Regions from separate parts of the Mus musculus genome. Here all the other regions are linked to region 1. A link is a contact called in public Hi-C, HiCAR-type and HiChIP or PLAC-seq data. All regions are on one chromosome and are shown on one strand. Each heading gives the region's core, a stretch centred on a gene start, on an enhancer-like site or on the middle of the called end of the contact. The rest is flanking DNA. Distances are from core to core; before and after follow the strand shown.

Evidence for each region. A called contact is a pair of places that touch in the nucleus more often than the background predicts. HiCAR-type assays count read pairs that join an accessible place to other places. HiChIP or PLAC-seq counts read pairs in DNA pulled down with a chosen protein or histone mark.
Region 2: a contact with region 1 is called in a HiCAR-type map of astrocytes, with 5 times the contacts expected there. The contact joins the promoter of Ttc27 here to the promoter of Fam98a in region 1. A contact is called at or near these places in 3 of 39 promoter capture datasets (embryonic stem cells, hippocampal neurons and pre-B cells), 7 of 484 Hi-C or Micro-C datasets (the G1E-ER4 cell line, Th1 cells, centrocytes and 4 more), 9 of 115 datasets of contacts at active chromatin or transcription factors (the NIH/3T3 cell line, Th17 cells, astrocytes and 6 more) and 3 of 9 other capture datasets (adipose tissue, liver and macrophages).
Region 3: a Hi-C map of nephron progenitors shows a contact between it and region 1, with 2.5 times the contacts expected there. The contact joins the enhancer-like site here to the promoter of Fam98a in region 1. A contact is called at or near these places in 1 of 39 promoter capture datasets (embryonic stem cells), 1 of 15 datasets of contacts at CTCF or cohesin (the NIH/3T3 cell line), 1 of 484 Hi-C or Micro-C datasets (nephron progenitors), 2 of 115 datasets of contacts at active chromatin or transcription factors (bone marrow-derived macrophages and extraembryonic endoderm stem cells) and 2 of 9 other capture datasets (embryonic stem cells and macrophages).
Region 4: a FOXA1 HiChIP or PLAC-seq map of pancreatic cancer cells shows a contact between it and region 1. The contact joins the enhancer-like site here to the promoter of Fam98a in region 1. A contact is called at or near these places in 1 of 39 promoter capture datasets (hippocampal neurons), 5 of 115 datasets of contacts at active chromatin or transcription factors (astrocytes, cardiomyocytes, fibro-adipogenic progenitors and 2 more) and 1 of 9 other capture datasets (liver).

Annotation. Positions count from the first base shown.
Region 1 is chr17:75,548,236-75,554,439 of GRCm38.p6, forward strand. Fam98a (family with sequence similarity 98, member A) reads right to left here and starts at 3,711. Exons shown (of 8, transcript NM_133747.2): 1 at 3,506-3,711. The coding sequence starts at 3,558.
Region 2 is chr17:74,713,723-74,719,926 of GRCm38.p6, forward strand. It overlaps Ttc27 (tetratricopeptide repeat domain 27), which reads left to right and starts at 4,028. Exons shown (of 20, transcript NM_152817.4): 1 at 4,028-4,289; 2 at 4,912-5,089. The coding sequence starts at 4,190.
Region 3 is chr17:74,782,557-74,788,760 of GRCm38.p6, forward strand. All of the region lies in intron 12 of Ttc27 (tetratricopeptide repeat domain 27), which reads left to right. Among named protein-coding and RNA genes, the nearest start is that of Ttc27, 68 kb to the left of the region's middle. Within about 2 kb of position 3,380, at least 11 of the 459 cell types and tissues checked have an H3K27ac peak or open chromatin away from gene starts, as enhancers often do. A contact at or near this core is called in nephron progenitors, where this site is marked.
Region 4 is chr17:74,864,337-74,870,540 of GRCm38.p6, forward strand. No RefSeq gene overlaps it. Among named protein-coding and RNA genes, the nearest start is that of Gm31759, 83 kb to the right of the region's middle. Within about 2 kb of position 2,670, at least 75 of the 459 cell types and tissues checked have an H3K27ac peak or open chromatin away from gene starts, as enhancers often do. A contact at or near this core is called in fibro-adipogenic progenitors, forebrain and pancreatic cancer cells, where this site is marked.

The DNA.
Region 1 (6,204 bases), core at 2,461-4,960:
TCGCTCAAGGACATTTTTGGCTACGCAGAGTTCAGAGCCAGCCTAAGACACAGGAGACACTGTCTTAAAACAAGTGTCCCCTTCAAAACAAACAAACAAACAAACAAACAAAATAAAAGCCCTAAAAACCTCAACATAGAAACCCCACAATATCTATAAATGTAGTGAACACAGTCGACGTTTACACGCTCACTGAAAGCTCTTTTGCAGTTTACTTTCTTACCATTACCAATTAGATTTTATTTTTGGAGGTTTGCTTTAGGAACCTTTCCAAGTGATCATTTACTTTATAAATATGTCATTTTATGTCTTTTTACTTATTTTTCTTTTTAAGACAGGGTCTCATACTGCCCAGGCATAAGAATTTAAGAGTAATAATCAGAACTGGGTGTTCTGGCATATTCATATTAGCACCAACTACTCAAGAAACCGAAGCAGGGAAATCAAGAGTTTGAGGGCAGCCCAAGAAACTTAGCAAGGTCTATCTTAATGAAGCAAGCAAGCAAGCAAGCAAGCACTCTTCAATTATATATTGTTGTGCTTTTGAGATGGCTCTCAGCAGGTATAGGGTGCTTGCCACCAAGGCTTGATCACACTATACAAGAAAATCAACTGCAAACTGTCTCTGACTTCGACAAGTACATGGTGGCACAGACACACAAATAAACAAATAAATGTAATTTTTCTTTTAAGGACAAGAATCTATGAAGTCCTGGCTGTTTTGGAACTTACTATGTAGATCAGGCTGGTCTCAAACTCATGGAGATCTGCCTGCCTCTTCCCCCACTGGGATTAAAGACTTTGCTACTGTGCCCAGTGTAAAACAGACAAATAAAACCAAAGCAGCCAGTTAAGATTATATTCTTTTAAGTGAAATGTTAAATAAAAATATTATCATCAAGGACATACATTAAATATACTTAACATGGTATTCAGAGGCCTGGGTACTTTCAGATTCTTTTAAATATGCCTATATGTTTACATATGAAGTGGATGACAAAGAAATCTTCCACACTCACACAAAATTATACTGTCATCCTGGAACTAGATAAAAAAGGGATGGCCAGAGGGGAGGAACTGGAGAGATGGCTGAGCAAGCAAGAACACATGCTGCTCTTACAGAGGGCCTGGGTTCCGTTCCCAGCACCCACACTGGTCAGCTCACAACTTCATATAACTCTAGTTCTAGTGGATCTGGATCCTCCTTCTGGCCTCCTCACATATCCGGTATACACATGGTATATACTGACACACACACACACACACATACACACACACACACACACATATACACATAAAAACAAAACCCCCAACATAGTAGATAGTAGAGACATCTGAATAAAGGCCCAGGCTTAGAAAGTCCTCCTTGTGTTCCACATTCATTCAACAGCCAGCAGCTGCTACCTTCCTTCTTGTGCTAGGTTAGAGATAAAAGATAGCATTTACTGTTCTAGAGGCAGATAGATGCTGATGGATCTCAGAGATAGAGGCCAGCCTGGTCTACAGAGTGAGTTCCAGCACAGCCAGGGCTACACAGAGAAACCTGTCTTGAAAAAAAAGATAGTATTCAACTGTAATTTTTGAGCAAATTGTTTAAAAATACACAGCAATCAACTAATGGTGACTTTTAATAATATTTAAATGTAACCACACTAAGTTAAAATTAATTATAAACTTTCATTAAAAACTCTAGGGTTTATATTACAATGCAACCTAACTATTTACTTGAGGGCAATTGTTGCAGGGATAATTAGTTGTAGTAAGCCAGACAAGAAAACATCATTAGGATAAAGGAACAGTAATGGAAGCAAGCTCTTCCACTGCAGCCAGTCAGCTGATCTTCACCTGCACGGAATATCCCAGAACTCTTCTGGTTCTACTCCTGCAACACTACCTTTTCAAGGGAAGAGACCCTCCTCGGGGCTTTTCATTGTATGCTTCTCAGAGCTTCCACGTGAACTTATACCCTGAGGAAAACCCCACACTGGCACAGAGCAAGTGTCCCTTAAAAAATGTTTACTGGCCGGGTGTGGTGGCGCACACCTTTAATCCCAGCACTCGGGAGGCAGAGGCAGGCGGATTTCTGAGTTCGAGGCCAGCCTGGTCTACAGAGTGAGTTCCAGGACAGCCAGGACTATACAGAGAAACCTTGTCTCGAAAAACAAAACACACACACACACACACACACAAAAAAAATGTTTACTGAGTAAGCGAATCATCTTTAGACACCCGTTGAAAAGCACCCGTTCCACAGAATAAGGCTTACGTGTGGCCCATTGCAAGAACTAAGTTGGCCAAGTCTGGGCTATGCACAAAATGTGATTCAAAGAAATGACCACAGCGGCTGATGTTCACAGCGATGGTTAGTAAGCTTCCTTTATGGTCAGTACCTACTAGGACACCAAGCTAGTCACATGGGTTGCGCTTTGGCTACCTCAAAGGTGTCCTTCCCTAAAGAAAGGTGTCCCTTAAGAATTTCCATGGCATGGAAAAGCCTAAAGTTAAGCTTTGATTAAGGATTATAGTTAAAAATACAACAATCGGCAGGGCATGGGGGCTCACTCCTTTAATCATAGCTCTCAGGTGCCAGAGGCAGGAGGACCTCGGTGCGTCATTTCTTCTACGCTGATTTTATCCTGAAATAGTTATTCGCAGGCAAATACTTAATCATGCAGGGCTTTTTTTTTTTTTTTTTTTTTTTTTTTTTTTTTTTTTTTTTGCCTAAGAGCCTCTAGGTTCTCAAGTTTAAGCACCTTGATCTGGGTGACCAAACAAGATAAATAAGCCTTATTTCCAAATTCCTAAACACTGAAGACTATGACTGAGAGTCAAGATGCAAATATGCTGATTCTTGGTGGGTGAGGATGACCCTGGAATGCTGGAGTTCAGCGAGGCTGTGCTGGAGGTCTGAAGTCACTGACTGTCATTTCCAAAGCAGGTGGTTGAAAGGTTAGGTGCACAGCTGAGCGGGCTTGAGAGCAGCCGGCTGCATCGCCCAGACGTGCGCTTTGGGAAGCCTAGGTGCATGCAGAGATGACTGAGCAAAGATGATTTTTTTTTTTTTTTGAGAGAGAGAGAGACAGAGAAGTAGGGTGGGGGGTAGAAGCTCAAGAAAGAAGTAGGGAATCTTGGGGCCAAGTAGGAAAGCAGATACAACTTTGGCAAACCATAAAGTGGGGGTAGGGTGGGAGGACGGGAGGCAAGAAGAGAAAGCTTGGGGAGTGGGGGGGTGGTGAGAACCGGAGCCCAGACAATGACACGCATGACTGAGACACGCTGCGGGTAGCTGGGCTGTAGGGGAGCACCGGGGAGGACGAGGGCCGTCGGAGCCCAGTGGGCAGGGTAGGTGTGGACGTGGCACCGGGGGTCCCTGGGCCAGCAGCGGGAAGCTCCGGCGGGAGTCGGGTGCGGAGTGGCAAGGCAGGTGGCTCCGACCGGGCGCCCGAGGAGTTGCCGGGGCTCTAGCAGAGTGGACTTTCAGAAACTCATGCCCCCGCCGTCTTACCCTAGATCTTCCAACGACTCCAAGATGTCAGTCTCCATGAGGTCACACTCCATGCTACTGTGGTATTCAAATTTCCGAGTCGTCAGGCTGCCCTCTCGCCGGCAACGCGTACCCTAGCGCATGCGCTCCTTCCCCGGAACTTCCAAGTCGACAGCTGGCGCCTCAGTCCCCGTATTGCGCATGCCCCGAGCGTGCGCAAGCAGTTTGGTTCCGCCCACTGCCCCCACCTCACCGGCCGAGGAAAAAAAAATGGCCGGGTGTGCGCGTGCCCAGTATGGGGTAGTGAAGCTAGCTGCCCTAAGAAGGGCAGGAAGGCAGGTGGCGTGGCACCGAGGCTGGGAGACTCAGAGACTCAGCCAGGGGGCGCGGAGCTCTTGGAATGCGCATGTGCACAGCTTGGGGCGAGGCAGGCGCGGGAGGAGCAGAAGCAGGATCCAGCCTGGGATTGTAGAGTGACAGCTGTGGTATTGAAGATGCGTGTCCTCCTTTCACCTGCGAGTCACCACAGAAGGGCAAATTTGTGCGTTCCCAGCCACAGCCCAGGGCGGGGTTAGACGGGTCAAAAACAATGAAAGCCAGGAAAATGCCATTTGATTTTTCTTCAGTGTAGCCTCTGGAGTCCACGGTTAGAGAAGTGGCTTTCCTCAGTATGGATGCTTCAGAAAGTTTCTCCAGGGAAAGTTTTTTTTTTTTTTTTTGTCCCTGTCCTCTTGAGTCTGCCCCAGACACCACGCATTTTGTTTTAACGGGAAAGGGCATAACTCCATATCGAATACAATAGGGTATATTTGATTACATGCAGTTTAGACAATGGATCAACTTTTTGTCTCCGTTGACTTTTTTTTTTTTTTTTTTAATACAGGGTTTTATAGAGCCATGGATGGCCTGGAACTCACTATGCAGACCAGGCTGGCTGTGAACTCACAGAGCTCCACCTACCTTTGCCTTCCCAGTGCTGAGATTAAAGGCATCTGCTACCATGCTCAGTGTTGTCATTACTTTTGGCCACCCATGCTTGGGTGTAGCTTTCTATTATGAAAGAACTGTTGAATAAGGAGGAAATCGTTTTCAAAGAGATGATGTAGTTAGAAAATCATATTTATCTATGAATTGCCATGTTGTTATATTGTGTAGTCATTTGGTTTTAAACTTATTCTTACGTTTTATTTTGTAGTTTCCACTTTCATGTCTAATGGATAAGCATTCTCTGTCAGTAGTAATTCATGGTTTAGTTATTTATTTTGTGTAACATGGGTTGGGAGAAGGTTATGCACTAACTGTTCTAGTGACTATCCTCTTGACCCATGAGCGACCTGGCTTCTCCAAGAAAGCTCCCCTAAAGTTAAATATTCTTCAAGGTGTATTCATTGATTCTAATTTCCTGATTGGGAAAAGTTGCAAATCCAGAGCCAAGGTTCTGTCAGACTGTCATTAGTCCCCTTAAGAGCCCACCCTGGCCCATCCTGTGTGACCTAACCTCATTTTGGCTATCAGGTAAAACTTTTGGGATGTGTAAACATCCAAATTAGCTTCTGCCTACTCAAAGCCACAAGTGTCATCAGATAACAGCTAAGTTCTCTCCACATCACTGTAAACTTCTCACCTGCTGTCCCCACCAATATATCTGAAGAAATAATCCCTTGACTTATGAGTTGGTATTGTGTAACTATACAGACAGTGGAACCAGTTCTGTGTTGGCACATGTTATGTGGGGCAGTCTGAGTCTGTACCTGGGTCATGGTCACTCATATTTGGATCAAGAAAAAAAAGTATTTTGCATCAACATATTATTGTATAGGGTTATAATGCTGTATGAACATTGTTTGCATTATATAGATGAGCAACCTGAAGCACCGTGTCTTTCTGATCCTTAGCATTCGTAAACAATTAGTGCATTCTGAAACTTGAGTGTATTTGCATCCATACACTTACTTGATTGTTCAGACAAGGATTAAAAGCAGAATGGGAAAAGATAGGGAAATTAATTATCTGATTTTTTTATGCCTGTATATATTGTACATAATTTTAATAAAATGATTCTTTATCATGGAAATGTTGAATGTGCTAAAAACAGTAACAATGAAAGGTTGTTTTTTAATAGAAAAGGTTTTATTCCTAACTCAGACCCCCAGCCTTGTTACACAAGACTATTTTAAACGCTGACATTTAATTTTTAAGAAAATCAAGCAAAGTCAAAGGTTATCATTAGAAACATGATGTACTGTCAGTCACAGTTTCAAATGTTGCCATTTTTTTTAACTTTTGTAACTCAACAAAGGATTCCAGAAACAATCTGTGGTCTGGTTTTTATAAACACCTTTATGCAGACATGAGTATCCTACCTTATTAAGTATGAATTTTATAAACATATTACTCTAACAGTGTAGCTGAGGATTATTTCAGCATCCCTCAGCTTCTCCAAAAAAGATTTACAATAGTGTGGTAGAACTTGTACAGCTCTTTCCAGGATCACAACTCTGTGAGTTGCAGGTGTGTAAGCCCACTTATCTCCTTGTGTTTGCAGACTCTTCAGGTGATCTACTGTGTCAGAAATCTCCACTTCTGACTAGAGAGTCAGTCAATCAGTATAAACCCAAAGACTTTGTATCTGGCATCTTGACCAACCCAATGAGGACTCACAGAGCCCCACAGTGGCACACACTTCATTTCTGAACAGTAGACTAAAGGCTTCAAGCAGA
Region 2 (6,204 bases), core at 2,778-5,277, 830 kb before region 1:
GATTTCTGAGGTCGAGGCTAGCCTGGTCTACAGAGTGAGTTCCAGGACAGCCAGGGCTACACAGAGAAACCCTATCTTGAAAAAAAAAAGAAAGAAAAAGAAAAGAAAAGAAAAGAAAAAAAGAAAAAGAAAAAGAAAAAAAGAAAAAAAAACATGGAGCTTCCTTCTACAAACTACCTTTATCTTCATTTTTTGGGATTAAAGGTATGCTAAGGGTGTGTGTCTATTCCAGCCAGAGTAGCCATGTTGCTGTATTAAAATCGCTCTACATTTTCCCGATTTCTATTTAAGCTAAAAATTGTTCCAGTTTAAATATTATGTCAGAAACAGTTATCAATCCCATACATTTAACAGCCTGAATGTCCTTATGAAGACCCGTTGGTGCGATGATCCTTCATATCTGCCGTCTTGATAGCTTGGTCTTTAGCAAATGCCCATTTCATCATCAAGGCTTTCCAATCTGTGAGTCTGAAGAATGGTCTTCAGCAGGTTTGTTGAGCTATCTCCATGCAGGGGGCAGGTATTTGCTTTCTGTGTTGTGTGTGTTGCTGTCCTTCTAGGTCTCCTCCTTGAGTCCTGCCTTTCATGTGGAAGCTTCCATTACTCAGATCAGCTCTTTATTCATTTTGGTGGAGTGCTTGCTGCTCTTCCAGAGGACCTAGATTCAGTTTCTATGACGGGCAGCTCCTAACCTCCTGTGACTTCAGGGGACACAATGCCCTCTTTTAATCTTCATGGGCACCAGCACACACATGGCAGACATTCACACAGACACACATAGACATAGATTTTTTTTTTATAAAGAATTATCAAGGACCAGAGAGATGGTTCGGCATCAGGTAAAGGTGCCTGCTGGCAAGCCTGATTACCTGAGTTCAATCTCTGGGACCTACGTGGTGGATGGAGTGACGTGACTCCTGGAAGTTGTCCTTTGCTATGGGTGTGTTCAATGCTTTAAAAAAAAAAAAAGAACAACCTCCATGACATTGGGCAAAGACATACCTCGTTGTCAATGGTGTTGATCTTGTACTGGCTTGGTGGCCAAAGCTGTCTTATGCTAAAGACTCATAAAAATCAAATCAAGGGCTGGTGAGATGGCTCAGTGGGTAAGAGCACCCGACTGCTCTTCCGAAGGTCAGGAGTTCAAATCCCAGCAACCACATGGTGGCTCACAACCATCCATAACGAGATCTGAAGCCCTCTTCTGGAGTGTCTGAAGACAGCTACAGTGTACTTACATATAATAAATAAATAAATCTTTAAAAAAAAATCAAATCAACTCAAATCCAGGCAGGGCAGTGAGGGAGGAGGATGCCAGATAGAGACCTGTGAGCCACCATGCCACCCACAGACCTGCTCTCCAGCACACAGCTCAGGCAGGACATAGACACCTGCTTGCTATCACACCACGTATCATGGATTGAGGATGTGACCCAGGGTCCAACAGTCATGTGGCCAGCCTGCAGCAGGATGTGTGAGCATGTGGTGGTCAGATGGGAGAGAAAGAGAAGTGGGGCAGTTTGAGCATTATGAAGAGAGATGGAACTGGAGACTGAGGGAGGAGAGGAACAGCCTGTTGTGAGTGGCCAGCCCTGCCACCTGGTGCCACCAGGCCCCAACCCAAGCTGCCACGGAGGGCCATGTCTGAGGCTGTGGCTACATAATGGCAGGGGTCAGTGTTGGTATCTGTGGCTCATATTACCACTAGAGAACACGGGGATGTCCCTGATTGGGGCAGCCTACTGGCACCATGAAAATGTTCAGGGTTTGTACATAGCTGGCCCTGTACCCTACTGGATGTGGTGCTCTGGAGAGCTGGCCCCATCTCTTGCTAGTGGCAGCACTTGGGAGAATGAACTCTGTACTTCACCTGGACAGCACAGCACAGCTGACCCAGGAGGCAGGGGCGTGGGTGAGCCAGCCCTGAGGGTGAGAGTGCAGGGGAGCTGGCCCAGCCACTTGTCTGCTGCAAAGTGGCATGGGTGTGGGGAAGGCCTCCCCCCCATCACTACCTGCAGGAGTTGGGAGAACTGGCCCCAGGGTCATGAAAGCAAGTAAGCTGCCCCTGCCTCTTACTGGCTGCAGCACTTGGGAGAGTGGGTCCTGCACTTCTTCTGGATAGCACAGTAGTGCTGGCCCTGGTAGAGGGGGAGCAGGAGAGCCAGTCCCGAGGGCAAGAGCACTGGACAGCTGGCTCTGCCACTCATCTGAGGTAATATGAGTGTAGGGGTGATACCCTCTCCTTGTCCCCTTGCAACTTGTGGTAGCAGGGAAAACTGGCCCTGGAGGCATGAGATCATGAGAGCTCTCCCTACCCCCCCCCCCACATTGGCTGAAGCACTCTGGAGAGTGGGCCCTGCATCTCACCTGGACAACACAGTGGAGCTGGCCCTGGTGGTGCCAGCCCCAAGGGTGTGAGAGCAGGAGAGCTGGCAATGAGATTATTTATAGTTAAAAGTTGTGAAGAAGAGCCAAGCAGTGTCACACACCTTTAATCCCAGCACTCAGGAGGAGGCAGAGGTAGGCATATATCTCTGAATTCAAAGCTAGCCTGGTCTACAGAGTGAGTTCCATTTCAGCCAGGGCTCTACAGAGAAACCGTATCTTGAAAAACCAAACCAACCAACCAAAGAAGTTATGAAGCTGGATTTGTTGATGAACCACCCTCCAATTTCAGTGCTTCAGCACTCCAGCACTCCCAACAGGCAGAGCTCTAAGTGTAAGTCCAGCCTGGTCTACATAGCACGTCCCAGGTCAGCAGAAGTTACTTGGTGAGACCCTACCAAAAAATCAGTGACTATATGGATTCCTTATTTCAGGTAACAATGTTGTGTCATATAATATTGTAACTCACCCACTCTATTCCAGGGTCTTGATCAAAAGACCTCCTTCTCACTAGAAATGCCCAGGAGCACAGGGGAGTGTTGTATAATGTCAGGTGAAGGACAGTCCTTAGTACTGTCTTAATTTTACCTTGGGCTGCACAGGCTGTTTTTCTACAGTGAAGCAGAGTGAGAAAGAAAACATTTATTCTCTTAAAAAAAAAAAAAAAAGAGGCAAACAGCCAACTCTCTGCTCAGCAGCTGCCACACTTGTGGGAGGATATATTTCCTTGCAGGTTTTTTTCCACGTCAGCAAAGTGTTCTGGGTTCTATCGACTGAATTGCAGAAACTTCCAGGCTCTTGCCAGGTTTATGTGATGACAGTATCAAAACCAGACCTTTCTCCCCTTTTAAAGAAATTATTCTTTTTTTTTTCTAGTTTGTTTTTGTTTTTGTTTTCTGAGACAAGGTCTCTCTCTGTCGCCTTGGGTGTCCTGGAACTAGCTCTGTATACCAGGCTGTCCTTGAACTCAAGGATCCACCTGCCTTTGCTCCAGAGTGCTGGGATTAAAGACATGTACCACCGCCGCCTTTATTTTATGAGTATTTTTTGCTTGCAGCTATGTTTGTGTACCATTTATGGGTCTTGTGCCTGGGAGGCTAGAGGACGGTAACCGATGTTCTGGAGTTACAGGCCATTATGAACCACCTTGTGGGTGCTGGGAATAGAACTTTGTCCTCTGTTGAGCCATTTCTCCAGGTGGCTAGCTTGGAACTAAGGGCGAAGCTCAGGCTGGCCTTTAAGTTGCAACTATCCTGCATCATCCTCCTCCGTGCTAAGATTACACTTCGAGTTTGGTTTTCTTGCACTTTGAATCATCCAAATTATAGCCTATGCCGAGGAAGTTCGTTCTAGCCTGGGGCTCAAGGGCTCCATTAGAAGTAACTTCTACAGCCTGCGCTCCGTCTGTTGGGGAGAAAAGGCTCGAGTTATTAACCTCCAAGGACTTAACTTTGCCTCAGGTAGTCGCATGTTCCAAAGCAGGATTGCGTTCAACTGTCTCCACTAGCAACAACTCCCGGTTACTGCGACCGGCTGACCGACCCACCCAACTCTTTTCCACTACTCAGTCTGCGCATGCTCACAACCGAGTCTCCGATTGGTCGTCTAGAAGGAAGCTGCTCCAGCGTGGGTTTGTTTTCCCATGATGCTCTGCGTTGCTGTCATGGCTGCCTCCATGCATGTATAATCTCACATGGGAGTCTAAGTTTGTGAGCGCTATCCGTCGTAACAAGACGCCGGCGACTTTGGACCCTCCTCCTCTCGTTTTTCTCCTCCTTAGTGGGACACTGTATCGGGTGCAGCGATGCCGGGAATGATGTGGACGCCGGAGCTGGCGCTTCTGAGGGGCTTCTCCACGGAGGCGGAGCGGCTGGTTTGGAAGCAGGAGGGCATCTGTGGTTCAGGTGAGAGCGCTGCGCACTTTAGGTTAGTGCCAGAGCTGTGAGGACAAAGGATGCCAGCCCTGGGTACATAGGAGGTGTCAAGAGTGAGGGAGTTTCGCTTGATGGTCTGCGATCTGCTCATGTGACAGAAGTTTCCGAAAGAGACGAGATGAGTTTTTTTTAATGTAGAACTGACAAGTGAAAGAGAGTTCAGCAGGAAAAAGTCAGTGTTGTAAAAATGTTGAGACCAACATGTGCCTGGGGGAAATGTGAGGGAATCATGAGAGAACAGATGTGTTTGGATTGGCTTCCTGGGGCCGGTGTGTGTGTGTGTGTGTGTGTGTGTGTGTGTGAGAATATTGACGATAGGAAGGACAACTTTCCGGTGTCAATTGGAATCTTTGTGAATTTCCTGAAGAAGGGTAGTATGCCTATCATCATCATCGTCATCATCAATCATTGTCATTGTTTGCTGTCATTGTAGGTTTTGTACTTCTAGGAGACATGATATTTGTTGGTAGAATAAAAGTATACAGCCAGTATGCTGTTTATATCTTTTGCATCTTAAAGTATCTATGTAATGGATTATCATTTATACTTAAGAAATTCTGTTGCCTTACTGGACTCATTTTTAATATTACAGATATTGGAGTTTTCTTAGAATTGCTGTTAGAAGGGAGCTATGAGGCTTTGTTCTTCCATTCAACGACACAAACTATTTTAAATTCAACAATGATGGCTGAAGAAAAGATTGACAGCTACCTGGAGAAGCAGATAGTGAATTTCCTGGATTGCTCTACAGATTTGGAAGAAATTGAAAGGTAGTATTTTATTTGAAATTTCCACAGAGAAACGTACTAGGTGGGGGCTGGAGAGGTGACTTCGTGGTTAAGAGCACTTACTGCTATTTCAGAGGACTCAAGTTCAATTCCCAGCATCCACTTGGTGGCTCACAACTGTACAACTCCAGTTCTAGGATATCCAACACTCTCTTCTAACCCATGGACACTAGGTACATGTGTAGTATATATGTATGCACCTGGGCAAAACACTCATGTAATCAAATAAATAAATGAATAAATGAATAGGCTAATATCAACTTTTATAGCACCTTGACACTGTGAGGCCCTGGTATTTAGTAGTTGTTGAAATAACTGGTCTCAAGCAATCTCTGTAAGGTCTCTGGCCCAGAAGATCTAGAATGGAAAAGGAGAGTGGTGCAGGATTAAATGAGTTTTGTATTAGAAGGACACATCCTTGGTGGTCACTGCTAATCATCCCAGTGTGAAGGTCTGATAAGTGTTAGCCATCAGCTTTTTCCTTTTATGTTGCTTGTTGGTTTTTGTTTGTTTGCTTTTTTTGTTTTGAGATAGGGTCTCGCTATGTAGCTTTGGCCTAGAACTCACTCTGTAGATCAGGCTAGCCTCGAAGTCTCAAGAGATCTATGTCCTCTGTCTCCCACAGGCTGGGATGAAAGGCATGCACTTTAAAGGGGGGGGGGTGGAGTTCATTTTCTTAAGTGGGTAGATGTACCTTGAGTCTTGCTGTTTCTAGGTTCCCGAGAGATACTTGCATTTGTGTTTATTGTGTTTGGACTGTTATTTCTGGCGAGATGAGAGAACTGCATGTGTTTATCATGGATCCCGCAGTTTAACGTTCTTCCATTAGGATGTCTGCACATGAGTCAGATCTAAGCCTTCTAGAGGCATCTGTTTTATTATTGTATGCTTGGTAACACTTCCCCTTCTCAGCTACCCATGACAGCTGGCCAAAATTCCTAACCATCTAGGATGCATACAGTTTCATTCTGCCCTGGTGTTTACAGACTAAGTTTCATATAATTGTTTGAGGAATAAACCAAGTATCTTGTGAGGTTGTTGGGTTGCAAAAATAAGTAAAGGCATAACTCATAGTCACTATGGATGCTGCTGCTTAT
Region 3 (6,204 bases), core at 2,130-4,629, 770 kb before region 1:
CTGCTCATATTTTGGTAGCTTTGAAATGGGAACTTCAGCTACCAGTCAGTGATCTCTTCCAATCTCACTCAGTCAGGTGACCCATACTTGGGTCTGTGCACACTGGTTATATTGGACATCATGTTATCACTTCAACAGTGTCAGGATGACATTTGTAGGATTTATTTGTCACTTAGAATGAAAAGAAGATCTCAGTATTATTTGGCACTGGATCAAAAGCAAAATAAAACAAAAGACAGAACCTAAGTAGAGAAATAAATTAGGAATTCATGAAATCAACATTTTTCTATTGGTAAAACTCCTAATTTCACTAACATTTCTTTAAAAGTAACAACCAAGTGTTTTGTGAGGGTTAAAAAGGAAAGATATGGGCTGGAGAGATGGCTCAAAGGTTAAAAGCACTGGCTGCTCTTCCGAAGGTCCTGAGTTCAAATCCCAGCAACCACATGATGGCTCACAACCATCTGTAATGAGACCTGATGCCCTCTTCTGGGGTGTGTGAAGACAGCTACAGTGTACTAACATATAATCAATAAATAAATCTAAAAAAAAAAGGGAAAGAGACTCAAAACTAGAAGAAGGCCAGGTGTGGTGGTGCATACCTTTGATTCTAGCCCTTGAGAGGGAGAGGCAGGTGGATCTCTGTGAGCGAGTTCAGGGCCAGCCTGGGTTACAAAACAAAACAATCAAAAGTTGATTTAGCCTTGTTATGTTCTAAGCTAAATATTGCCATAGAAAATGCTGTACTTAGGGCAGAGAGAATTATCAAACTTTACTAAATAGGAAAAAAATTGAAGCATTTTCCTCTTTCATTAAGAATTGGTCTTATGATTAATAGCATCTCAAATTTGATCAAATATAGAACTGTGTTTCTTCAAAACATTATTATTATTATTATTATTAGCATTTGTTGTCTCAAATGTTTGTCTAAAGAAGGAATGAATGGAAGAATGAATATCTTGGTTTCCAGTCTCATTATTCCTTACTGTGTAATTCTTTTACATTGCTTAACAAATAAATAATAGTGGCTATAGAAAATATGGTCATTTTTGAAGTGGTAGATTTGTTAAAATTATGTTTATTACTTTATGCAAATGTGTGTTTTGCCTGCGTGTGTATCTGTATCCATGTACATATCCAGGGTCTGTTGAGGCCAGAAGAGGGCAACACAGACTCCTTGGAACTGGAGTTCGAGACAGTTGTAAGGTGCCATGTGGAAGCTGGGAATCAAATGCAGGTTTTCCTCAAGAGCAGCCAGTGCTCCTAACCACCTCACCATCTTTCTAGAAACTGAAGTAGTAGTTTATAGAAAATTATTTAGTTTTTTGTTTATTGTTTGTTTTAAGAAAATTAAGCAAGTTGGTGAATCACAAATACCCAAAGCATGCTTTGAAATATTAATTTAACTACTTTCAGAAAATATGGAAAGCTGAGATGCCCTTATTGGAAGAAAAACCCTTAAGAGAAGTAGTTGATGCTTCCCCTAATAGCTTTAATATTATTATATTGTAAGGTTTCTTTATGCTCATGTAAGAATTATCTTAGAATAATGATAGATGCCTCTGTTTCTAAATATTATTGGACATGTACATATTTTTAGAAATGTAGTTATTACCGGGCATGGTGGTGCACACCTTTAATCCCAGCCTTTAATCCCAGCACTGGGGAGGCAGAGGCAGGTGAATTTCTGAGTTCGAGGCCAGCCTGGTCTACAAAGTGAGTTCCAGGACAGCCAGGGCTACACAGAGAAACCCTGTCTCAACAAACAAACAAACAAACAAACAAAAAACAAACAAAAAGCCAAAAAGAAATTTAGTTATTTATTTTGTTGTAAAGTTTTGTGACCAATCACTTTCCTCAAAAATCTTGATTTTTAAAGGTTGATTTTAACAAAGAACTTTTTCTTTCTTTTTTTTTTTAAAAGGGAGTTATTTCCTTTGCCTCTATATGAATGCATGTTTTGCTTGCATGTATATATGTGCACTGTGGGTGTGCTCCTGATGCCCATGGAGTCAGATGAGAGTATGTGATCCCTGGGGACTGGAGTTACAGATTGTCTTTAGCCTCCTTGTGGGTGTGGGGCACTGAAACCATGTCCTCGGCATGAACAGCAGGCGGCCTTAACTGCTGAGCCATGCCTTCAGGTCCTCTACCTCCCACTTTTCTATCCATAGACCCTAAAAAGTATTGCTTCAAGTTGGAAGCACATATTGTATGCCTGGAAGAGCTGAGCTTCTGGTGCTCGGCCAGTGGTTTTCACCACCTTTTGATTTCACTGGATGTTTGACATTTTAATGCTTAATGGAATAGTTTATGTTAAAGGGCTAATTTAGAGATATGCCTGAGTGTAATGATTGTCGTGATGGCCATGCTTACACCGTGCCCTGGGAGGTTCTCAGACTTTCTAGTTTAGAATACTGCTTGCAGACATTCTTACAATTTAATGGCCATTGACAAAATATCTAAGATTAATTTTTGTTGACCCTGGGGTCAGAACTGGCTCTCATCTGTTAGCATTAATTTTTCAGTTACTTGGCTCGCGTGTCCGACTTTCCTCTCGTCAATGGCAAAGTCTCATTTTGTTGAGTAAACTTAGTTTGGTCTAAAGAAGCACCAAAGGCCGAGTGGACATCAGCTCGGTGGAGGCGAGGCGAGAAAGTGAGCGTGTGGGAGGAGTGAGGATTTCTTTACGGGAAGTCAGCTTTGCCTGAGCCACATAGCTGCATCTTGATTATGCTACATTTTCAAATTACTGTAACCAGGGACTCTTACCATTTTGTTTTCGTGTAGTTTTATGAGGGGCAGAGTTATGTCTTTCAAGATAAGGACATAACTGTGTGTGATTTTGAGTTTCTTGTAGTTCTTTGGCAGAGCAAGTTCTAAGGCAGTGTCTGACCATGGCCGTCCCAGCCATCAGTAACTTCCCTTTTGTCTTCAGGGTGGAGAGTGAAAGGTTGCTGCAGCTTCATGATTTGCCTGGTTTCCATGGCCTTTTCCCTCACAGTCTCCTGTCCATGTCATTCCCAGGGTTCCAGGAAGATGAAGCTCGGGTGGTTGCCTGGCTTGGTGGTGTGGCCTCGGTTCCTGTTTGTGCTCTTCTCTCTAGAATGCTTGTCACCTTTAGCTAACTCTTGTTACTCTTTGGGTCTCCTTTGAGTGTTTATAGTGTCTGGACTCTGCCTCCTCTCTCCTATCACCTCCTCAGCACCGGGGACTGCTCTGATATCCCTCTAGCTGACTCATTTCCCCTGTGCTATTTAATCTGTGTTAATTAGAGCTGTGAGTCCATGTAACAAATAGTTGGAAATGTCCTAGGAAGCAGATACCCCAGAAGAGCCCTCCTCATGGACGACTGACCAGATGGCAAAACACCCGCCACCATCCTGTTTTCTTCTCAGTAGTATGATTCCTGCCCACACTTCCATGGGAACCTTTAGACTCTCCAGTTTTCTCACAGTAACTATAAAGACACCATAGTTTGTTTTTAGATAATGCAGGTTCTAAGCGTTTTTCATGGATTATTCTTTACACAGTCAGTTTGTAATCATTACATGCTACTTATAAGAGACTACAAAATATGAATCACCTTTGTCATTTTACTGGTTAACATTGGTAAGTGGCAAATTTTGCCTTCCAAGAGCTAACTTCATTCCCTATAAAGCCCGTCCTCTCCCCACACCTGCCTGCCTACATGGTTAGTATAATTCCCATAAAAAGTGGAGATTAGATTTTTAAGTTAAACCCCAAAGAGGCACAGTAATTGAAAATGCCCCACAGCTGGGTAGTGCAAATAGGAGGTGACCAGCTAATCGGATAACCAGGCCTGTTTTAAATTACTCTGTTTTATTGTGGATGTGGAGTGTTTGTGTTGGCAAGTACACTTTGAGAAATCCCAAGCCAGAGCCTGGTGTTGTCACACACATAAATACAAGAAGCAATTAGTGAGGAGCTGGCCCAGGTCGTAAGGCTGGGAGGGTCCGCCCAGGAATGGGGCTTTGGTGCTCTGCACCTCTCGGTTATTGCCCAGGAGACACGACTACCGGGGGGAAGCTGTCCTGCTACGAGTATTGTCTCTGGGAAGAGGAGAAGGTGCTTCAGCGCCATCTTTAGCTCTGCCCTAGGCATCCTCCTTGCGTGTGCCAGGGGTGTAGAGTACCTTCTCACAGGGTAGGACTTATGCCTGAGAGCTAACCTTTCTGCTGGGGGTTGGGGCAAGCCTGGCTGGGGTTAGAGGAAACCCATTGTGTGAGTCCCTTCACACGTGCACTGTTAGATCTAGACATGTGCTTGGTTCTTTTTAACTCAGGCCTGGTGATAGAAGGCCAGATCTTTTTATCTTCATTTTTAGTTCAAAAAAATTTGCTCATGTCTGTGTATCTGGTGTGTTCCTGTGTGTGCTCACATGGATGTGCATGGAGACCAGAAGAGGGCATCAGGTTCCCCGGAGTTACAGGCAGTGTGAGCTGTCTGATGTGGTTACTCGGAGCCATGCTCCAGTCCTCTGTAAGACAAAGGATCCTGAGCCACCTCTCCAGCTCCCCACTAACGCCATCTTACGTTGGTGGCCTGTCTCTTTCCACCTGCTTGGAGTGAACTGGCCTGCTTGTTAAGCCTGTCTGTCATGTTGATCGTCCTCAGGGTGCCCTTTCCACTCAGAACCGCTGAGTCCACGCACTGGTCTCTGTCCCCTCATCTTTTGTTGGGAAGACTTGCCATAGTTGTCTGTCTGTCAGTTCCCTTTGCTTGTATGCTGGGCAGATGACGAATGCTCTTGTCCCACATTAGAACTTTAATTCCTTCCGTTAATCCACAACAATCAACATGCAACTCTCAGCCAAGAAGTACATTGAAAATTACTTCAGACTAAAGTAGAAAGAATAAAACCTCGAGGGTCATTTCCTCCCCCACTCCAACTTTCAACTCAACTTCCACTCAAGGCTGACAGACAGAGTGCTGTCTGAGATTGAAGTAGTAGGGCAGGGTCTCTCTCCCTCTAACTATTTTCCACTTAACAACAAAGAGCACTGTACTATTACAAATGGAAATGGTTACTGATCCCATCATGTGCCATTCTACCTGAACTACACAGGGAATGGGGAATTGGTTCACACAAAGTACTAGGAGTTTATGTCCTGAGTTTGAAGTTGTAAGTTGACATTTTGTGGGTGAATGTAGGCCAGCAAGATATTTTGTCTGTCTTTCACAGTGTTTGGGGAAAAAAAAGTCAGTAAAAATGTTCAGATTTCATCTTTTAAAAACTCCAGATTTTTTGACTTCTCTTAGAGATCCTAAAGATGAAAACCAAGCAAACAACAAAACAAAACAACCCCTAAACCAAGAGTCAAACAAAACCCAAACAGCCAAATGGAAACTGGGCCCGAATCCTACATGTGTGCTGACTGGCTAGTGAGGGGCTATGTGCTCTCCTCCCTTCACTTCTAGCCCTGTCCAGTCTCTAGGCCAAGCACTGTAGTGTCCCTTGCTTTCTTTTAACTGTAACTGTAGGTTCTGCTTAAGTCCTAGCTCGAGGTTTATACTGAAACCACTCATGTAATTTCATTAAGAGAAGTAATTGTGTGAGACTGTAAAAATAAAATAGATGAATAAATATAATGAATATCCTTTGCACATGTGGGAATATAGTGTTATTTAGTAGATATTTGAGTGACAAGTTTTCCTTTATCTTTATAAAAATGTGTATCTGAGCTATGGTCATCCAGGATTCAATAGGCTGAGGTAGGAGGAGGCTAGCTGTGAGTTTGAGGCAAGCCTGGACAACAGAGTGAGACCCCGTTTCACCCCTCATATATTGTATTTTCCCACAGAAAGAGCAATGTGCAGGCAGCTACAACATTTCTGTACTCTGAAGACCCCTGATACTGCAAAATGATGTTGCAGGACTGCACATGGTACCCGATGGTGTATTCTTGTACACTGGGCACATCTCTTGTAGTTCTTTTTTTTTTTTTTTTAAGTAATAAATTGCACAAATTTAGTGGGTAAGTGGAGGAGGAAGGATAAAACTGGGACATGCTGGAGAGAATGAAAAGGCCAAGGAATGCAGTGTGATGAGTTGAGTCAAGGAAATATATTGCCTTTCAGCACTGCCCTGGAGAGAGAGCTCTGCTGGCAGGAGAAGGAGGTGTAAGATCTCAAGGAGAAAGAATTAACTTATCTAACGTAAAAATGCACAGCATTAATTTG
Region 4 (6,204 bases), core at 1,420-3,919, 680 kb before region 1:
CTTTGGAATTTAACATTTCATGATCCATCAACATAAAGTAGTCTTAACACTTAGAGGATCTTTAAAAAAATTCTTTCATAGGTGAATTTTGCTTATGAATGCTTACCAGTTCTAAATATTCTTAATTCCTTAGCCATCTGCTTCTCTTTTCTATTATCATACTAGCTTTCCAGGGGAATAAATATGTCCAAAGTTTCTGCTCTAAAAGACAGTACTCCTGAAAAAGTTCAGTGTCATGAGATGGTAACAGGAATTATGACTTAGTCGTTTAGGGAAGCCACTGGGGAGTGGGGTGGGTGGGTGAATATCGGGCAGATAGGACGTGAATGTGGATGGTGGGTGGCAATGGGTGGAGCAAGGCTTTAAGTGAACGCTTTGTCAGTACCTAGCAGGTAAAAGAGAGATGGGAAGAAAAGAAATGCCCAAAAGAACATGAGTTCTGAAATCAAGTGAACAAATGAATCAATTTATTCTCCTTTTAGTTCCAGTTGTAGCAGTCACAAACCACACTGCAAAGCAGTCACCTGCATTCTGTTGTCTTCTCCATAGCTATGCTGAGTCACAGCCTCTCTTTTGTCATGGGCTGTTTGCTCAAAAGAGAGCTGCTGATGTTTTCCTTTGGAGGTGTAGACCAAAACCAAAAAAGGGAGTGATGTGACATGGTGGGTGTGGGATTGTGGGTGTGGCGTGGTGGATCTGGAATCGTAGGCGTGGTGGGGTGCTCTCACCTAGCGTCAGCTTTTGTGGTGAGGACCACTCATCTGATCACTGCTGTGGAGTCTCCGTGCAATGTGTCATCTATTTTGGCTAAATACTGTATTTCCACCTGTCTTAATTTTTGTAGTTTCAACATTGGTTTTCTAGTACTAATGTCTCTTTTTCAGAATCATTCTTTTGCTTTGTAAGCTGCCAGAAGAGAAGAGATGTCATTCCAAAACTTAGCTAGCAGCAGTCAGTCGCTGAATCAATATTACTGGCCAGCTGTCACGTCTCTCTCTGAGCCCTGTCAGCTCAGCTCTGGAAAGAGAAGAAATAGGCAGATCCCAAAACCCGAGTTTTCCCTGCTGCTTGGATAGGCTCTCCCAATAATTGGTTGATTTGCCTTCTCTCGTGAACAGTGGGACCACGTTGACAGTGTGCCTTTCTTTCTTTCTTTTTTTTTTTTTTTTTTTTTTTTTTTTTTTTTTTTTTTTTGGTTTTTTCAAGACAGGGTTTCTCTGTGTAGCCCTGGCTGTCCTGGAACTCACTCTGTAGACCAGGCTGGCCTCGAACTCAGAAATCCGCCTGCCTCTGCCTCCCGAGTGCTGGGATTGACAGTTTGCCTTTCTTCACTGAGTTCCCCAAGAAATTCTGTGAGGTCTTAGTTGATAATAGCCTATGATTTGTTAGGATTATTAATTAGTAAATTCCTTGTCAGCCTTTTCCCAGAGATGAAGCATATTTAACTAGGACCCTGAGTGAGTATAGACAAGTGGAAGTGAACTACAGAGCCCTGTAGACTACTCTGGCTCATTTAAGGGCGGAACACGTGGCCCTCTGTTATGTGAAGCTTCATCATGATAGCGAGGGACCCAAACGCTGAAGAAAATGATAGACTTTCCATGTCACTTTTGTTCCTATTGGGTGTGTTGTTAGTGCCACCCACTCAGAAACGTGGGACAATTGATGAGCATATGCTGCGGTCTACTACCTCCCAGACTCAGTTTGAGGACTGTGACGTACCCTCAGGTCTTGGTAGCTCGGGCTCTGCAGGACCTTATCCAGTTTATACCACTAGTTGTAGTTCTACCAGCTCAAAGCTGTACTTGAGCCCAATGAAAAGGGTTTGGTTTTTGTTTCCATTTTGTTTTTATAACATCCATGTCAACCTAAGTTGCTGTTTAGATAAGAACTCTCCTGGCCAAGAGTGAGGAATAAAATCTCCGAAGTGGATGCCACACACTTCCTGTCTGCCTGTTCATTCAGCAGGCCCTGAAGTGAGATGGCCAAGAGCCTTCATTCGGGTGGAGGGGCCCGTGCTGTGGCAATGCAGCTGGGTTTCTCACAGCACGCAGGAGAGCTTATAAATAGATAGACTTCAATCAACATGCTGCTTACTCAGGTATGCGCTCAAATATAGTAGCTGTATTCCTTAGACAGACGCTGCCACTAAACCCAGGACTATACTAATAAGAGCATAATCCTCGTGGGCTGCAGGTAGCCTTGGGCTCCGCCTTTCACAGCCAAGACCTAATAATAATTGTGGCTCGTTTGCTCTTCACCAGGAGAACGCAAAAGCTGAGCTGGCTCTTGAATTGTTTCCTCTGTGCTTTCAGTTAGCAGGAGTGGAGATGTGTGGCTTGCAGCAGAGGCCGTGTAAACCCTGGGCTGTGTGGCTGGGTGTACCTCTTGCTACTTGGCATGGTACACTTTCTCCTCCCCCTGGTTAACAACATCTGTGCCCATAGACTGTTTTAGTTTTTCCTTTGACCTTCGGACAAACAGCCGCTAATGCATTATGTGACTCCTTTTGCAGTATCAGAGTTTGGCTTTCTATGGGCAATTTTTATTCTATTTTATTTTATTTTGCCCCTTCCTTGGGCTTGGCTTTGTTCAGCCACACTGTCCTCCTCCCACGTTCTGCAGAGCTGGCTGTAATTAGTTCGCTTAACACAACACCAAAAAATTTCCCCTTGCCAGTGATGTCAGATCTGCCTTCCCTTTTATTATTCTGACTTATAAACTGCAGTGACCCGTGAGTCACCCTCGCCATCTCCTGGCCCTGTGCCCACATTGTGATCTATGAAAAGGGAGTCCTGCCAAGGGCTACAAGGCGGAAAACTGATATTATTATGGTCTTCTGAATGGTAACTCTGAGCCATTTTTTAATCTTTTGTGATGTTCTTGCCAGAAAGGGGGAGGGGATGGTAAATCATAGCAAAGTGAAGGAGCTAACCCACGCATGGCTAACTTTCTCCAGACAGGGGGCTCAAGTGGCTATCAGTATCTGTATAGAGTTAGTGCTGCTCACAGGCCAATGTGTGCTTTCAGGAGACTCAGAGACTCATAACCTCTCAGGCCTGTGTCTTCATCTATAGCCTTGTAGAGCAGGCATATAATAACATCAGCAGCCAAGAAGAGGCATCAGGGCTTTGGAAATGAAAATATGTAACAGAAAAACAGGGCAAGTAAGAAACCATTTGATGATAACCACTGGCACAATGCTAGCTGTAGACTCCTAGGGCTCCCCATGGTCTAGTGCTTGCAAAGCCCTGCTGTTCTCTGGGTTTCCATCTGTAGCGAGCTTTCCCTTGTTTCTGGGCTGAGGGTGAGGCTAAGGAAAGGGGCAGTGGAGAATGATGGACTATTTTATTTTATTTTATTTTATTTTATTTGTTAGGTAAAGGAAGAAAGGAGCCAAGTTAGAAAGATAAAGGGAAAAGGTGGTACGGATGGATGGCCGGAAGGAAGAAGAGACTAAGGATGGGGAAACAATCAGGAGGGGGGAGGCTGTGGGCAGGGACTGGAGAGGAGGGTATCAAAGCCTGGTATTGCATGAGCAGCAGTGCCATGGCAGGCCTCTTTAGTTGGTACAGCTAATGTATAACAGGTTTCTATAAGATGAAGTGGGCAGTTGACTGCCTGGATTAACTAGACTGAAAGCCCAGCTTTTATCCCTTCCTAGCTATGGCCACAGTCGAGCCCCCCAACCTCCCTGAGCCTCAGTCTCCTCAACTGCTGGCCAGCCAGAGTTATCAGAGGACTTAGGTGAAGTTTTCTGTGTGCAGATAAGACAAGTAACTCTTGGTGTCATCGAAACGGGCATTGCTGATGATCTGTCAGTTCTCAGGGGCCGTGAAGTCCCTGGATGAGGGCGACCTGCAGCGTGGCTCCAGTTTCTATAATCCCTGGTGTGTTTTGGGGGTGCAGGGGGGCGGTCATAGCCCTGTATTTTGAGAAACGATGGTGCAGAATATCTCAGTTGTCTGTGGAGCTTCAACGCTACTTATTGAAATCGTCGGCCTCTAGGAAGTCTGGTGCCAGGGCTGATAAAGCAGTCTCAGTAATTCTACAGCTGCTTGGCCAGAGACAGGCTTATGTCTCAGCAGTGCCTCCCCCTTTCCCCTTCTTCCTCTCTTCCCCCCACCGCTCCTCCTCCTCTTCCTCTTTCCTCCTCCTCTCTCTTTCTCCCTCTCCCCTTCCTTCTCCTCCTCTCTGATCCCCTCCCCTCCCCTCCCACTCTTTCTAAAGCTTCTCCCTAACAAGACCCCCCCCCATTTTTATATCTTGTTTGTTTTAACAACCCACTGAACTTAATTAGGGATATTTGCAGTCACGTGGGTGTGAGGTTATTTACTGAAGTGTGGGTAACTTACCAGTGCTTGTGTCATGAAGAAAATGACTTCCAGTCTGTCATTCAGCAGCCGTTAGCTGTCAGTAGCTCCCCAGAGAGGGTGGGGCCTCTGAGCCCCTCCATTATACCATGCTGGTGGTTGGCAGAGACAGTTGTTTAAAAGATTGGCCTACATTCAAGTTAGAAGTTGTTTAAAGACGTGACAAGGAGCCAGGTGTGGTGGCCCGTTCCCATAATCCCAGCTGTTGGGAGGCTGACTGAAGCAGGGGGATTAGACATTTGAGGTCAGCCTGGGCTACCTGGGGGAGATGGTTAGCGCCAGAGAGAGGGTGAGGTGTTTGTGTGTGCCTGGCATTTATAAGCCAATAAAAAGAAAGAAAACCAAACAACCCAACTAAAGAATTGAGCATTGTGCTAAAGGGAATAGCCAAATATAAATACAAAACAAGTGCTAAGACTCAACTTGAGTCATGAAATTAAAATCAGAGATGAGCACAGACTCTATCAGTGGCTAATGGTTAAGTGGCAGTACCTACTACGTGCTCCTGAGAGAGGAAAGTGACTGCCGGGAATGACAGCTTTATATAAGCACTCTTCCTAGAAACCCTGCCGATCTTTTGAAGCTGTGCATACCCTACAGCCCACCAACTTTGCTCTAGATGCACACAGTGCAAATCTGTCCATGTGTGGACCGTAGCTCTCACAGAGGCTTGTCTGCAGCAGCATTGTTCATCAGAGGCCCCGGGTAGAAGCCCTTCACCCGTCTACCAGAGGTAGACTTGGACCAGGCGTGCAGTCCAACAGTCTGCGTCGATGATAATGAATTCCCTACAGCCACAGCAGCATCGGTGGATTTCTTAACACCCTGTATGCATGCTTTCTTTCCCCCTGTGGACATAATAGAAGCTCAAAGAGCAGTGGAATTAAGCTACGTTATTCACTGCCTCGTGCTTGGTGTTAAGTCAGTAAAAAAGGAGAGGTAGTGATTACCTCAGGGTGAGTGAAACTGGTTGCTCTTGTGGGTTCAGGTGGGTGTTGGCTGGGAGGTACATAAAGGGCTCTGGGGAGTAGCAAAGTCACCTTCATTAACTGGGGTGGCGGTTAATGTGGTTCTTGTGCCATGAGTCATTGAGCTGAGTGGTTTTGTTCTGTGCCTTGTTCCAAATGTGTATTGTATTCACAGTGGAAAACTCCAAACGTGAGCAGCAGCGTGGCCGCACTCAGTATGATCTCTGGAGTGTGGTTCACACAGCCCCAACTCCACCCCTGTCTGTCCGTCCGTCTGCCTGCCTGCCTGCCTATTTCTCTGTCTCTCTAAATCTGTCTGCCCCCACCCTCTCATTAAGAGAAAGTATATGGCTTTTCGAAGTGAGATTTGACAATAGAAACCCAAAGTGAACTGCATATAACTAATCTCTCCATTCACCCCGACCACCAAACCTCTCCTCAAAGAGTTTAACATTGCACAACTCTAAGTTGCTAACTCCCTGGCATAACTTGTATTGTTTGACACTGTACTCTAGACTCTTCCCTTCTTTGATGTCTTTCAGCCCAGAGCCTATGCCTTTCCACATTGGTGTCTGGGGAAACGCTGGGGGCTAACCTAAGGGAGGCTGGGCCTTACTCACTGACTGAGCATGCTCATCTTAGTGGCTGGAGCCAGCTTCTCACATTTCTTGAAAAGTGTGGTGTTGACATGTTTAATATCCTGTGGCATTTCCACCAGGCACTGTCGTGTGATGGAAAAATTCAGCGATAACGTCTGAAGGCCAAGTTGACTAGCAAGGCCGTGCATGAGACGCTCTGCCTCACAGCTCTGGCTGGGTGGTAACTTTTGTCTGAGCTGTCTGAGAAGTTACTGATCGGCATAT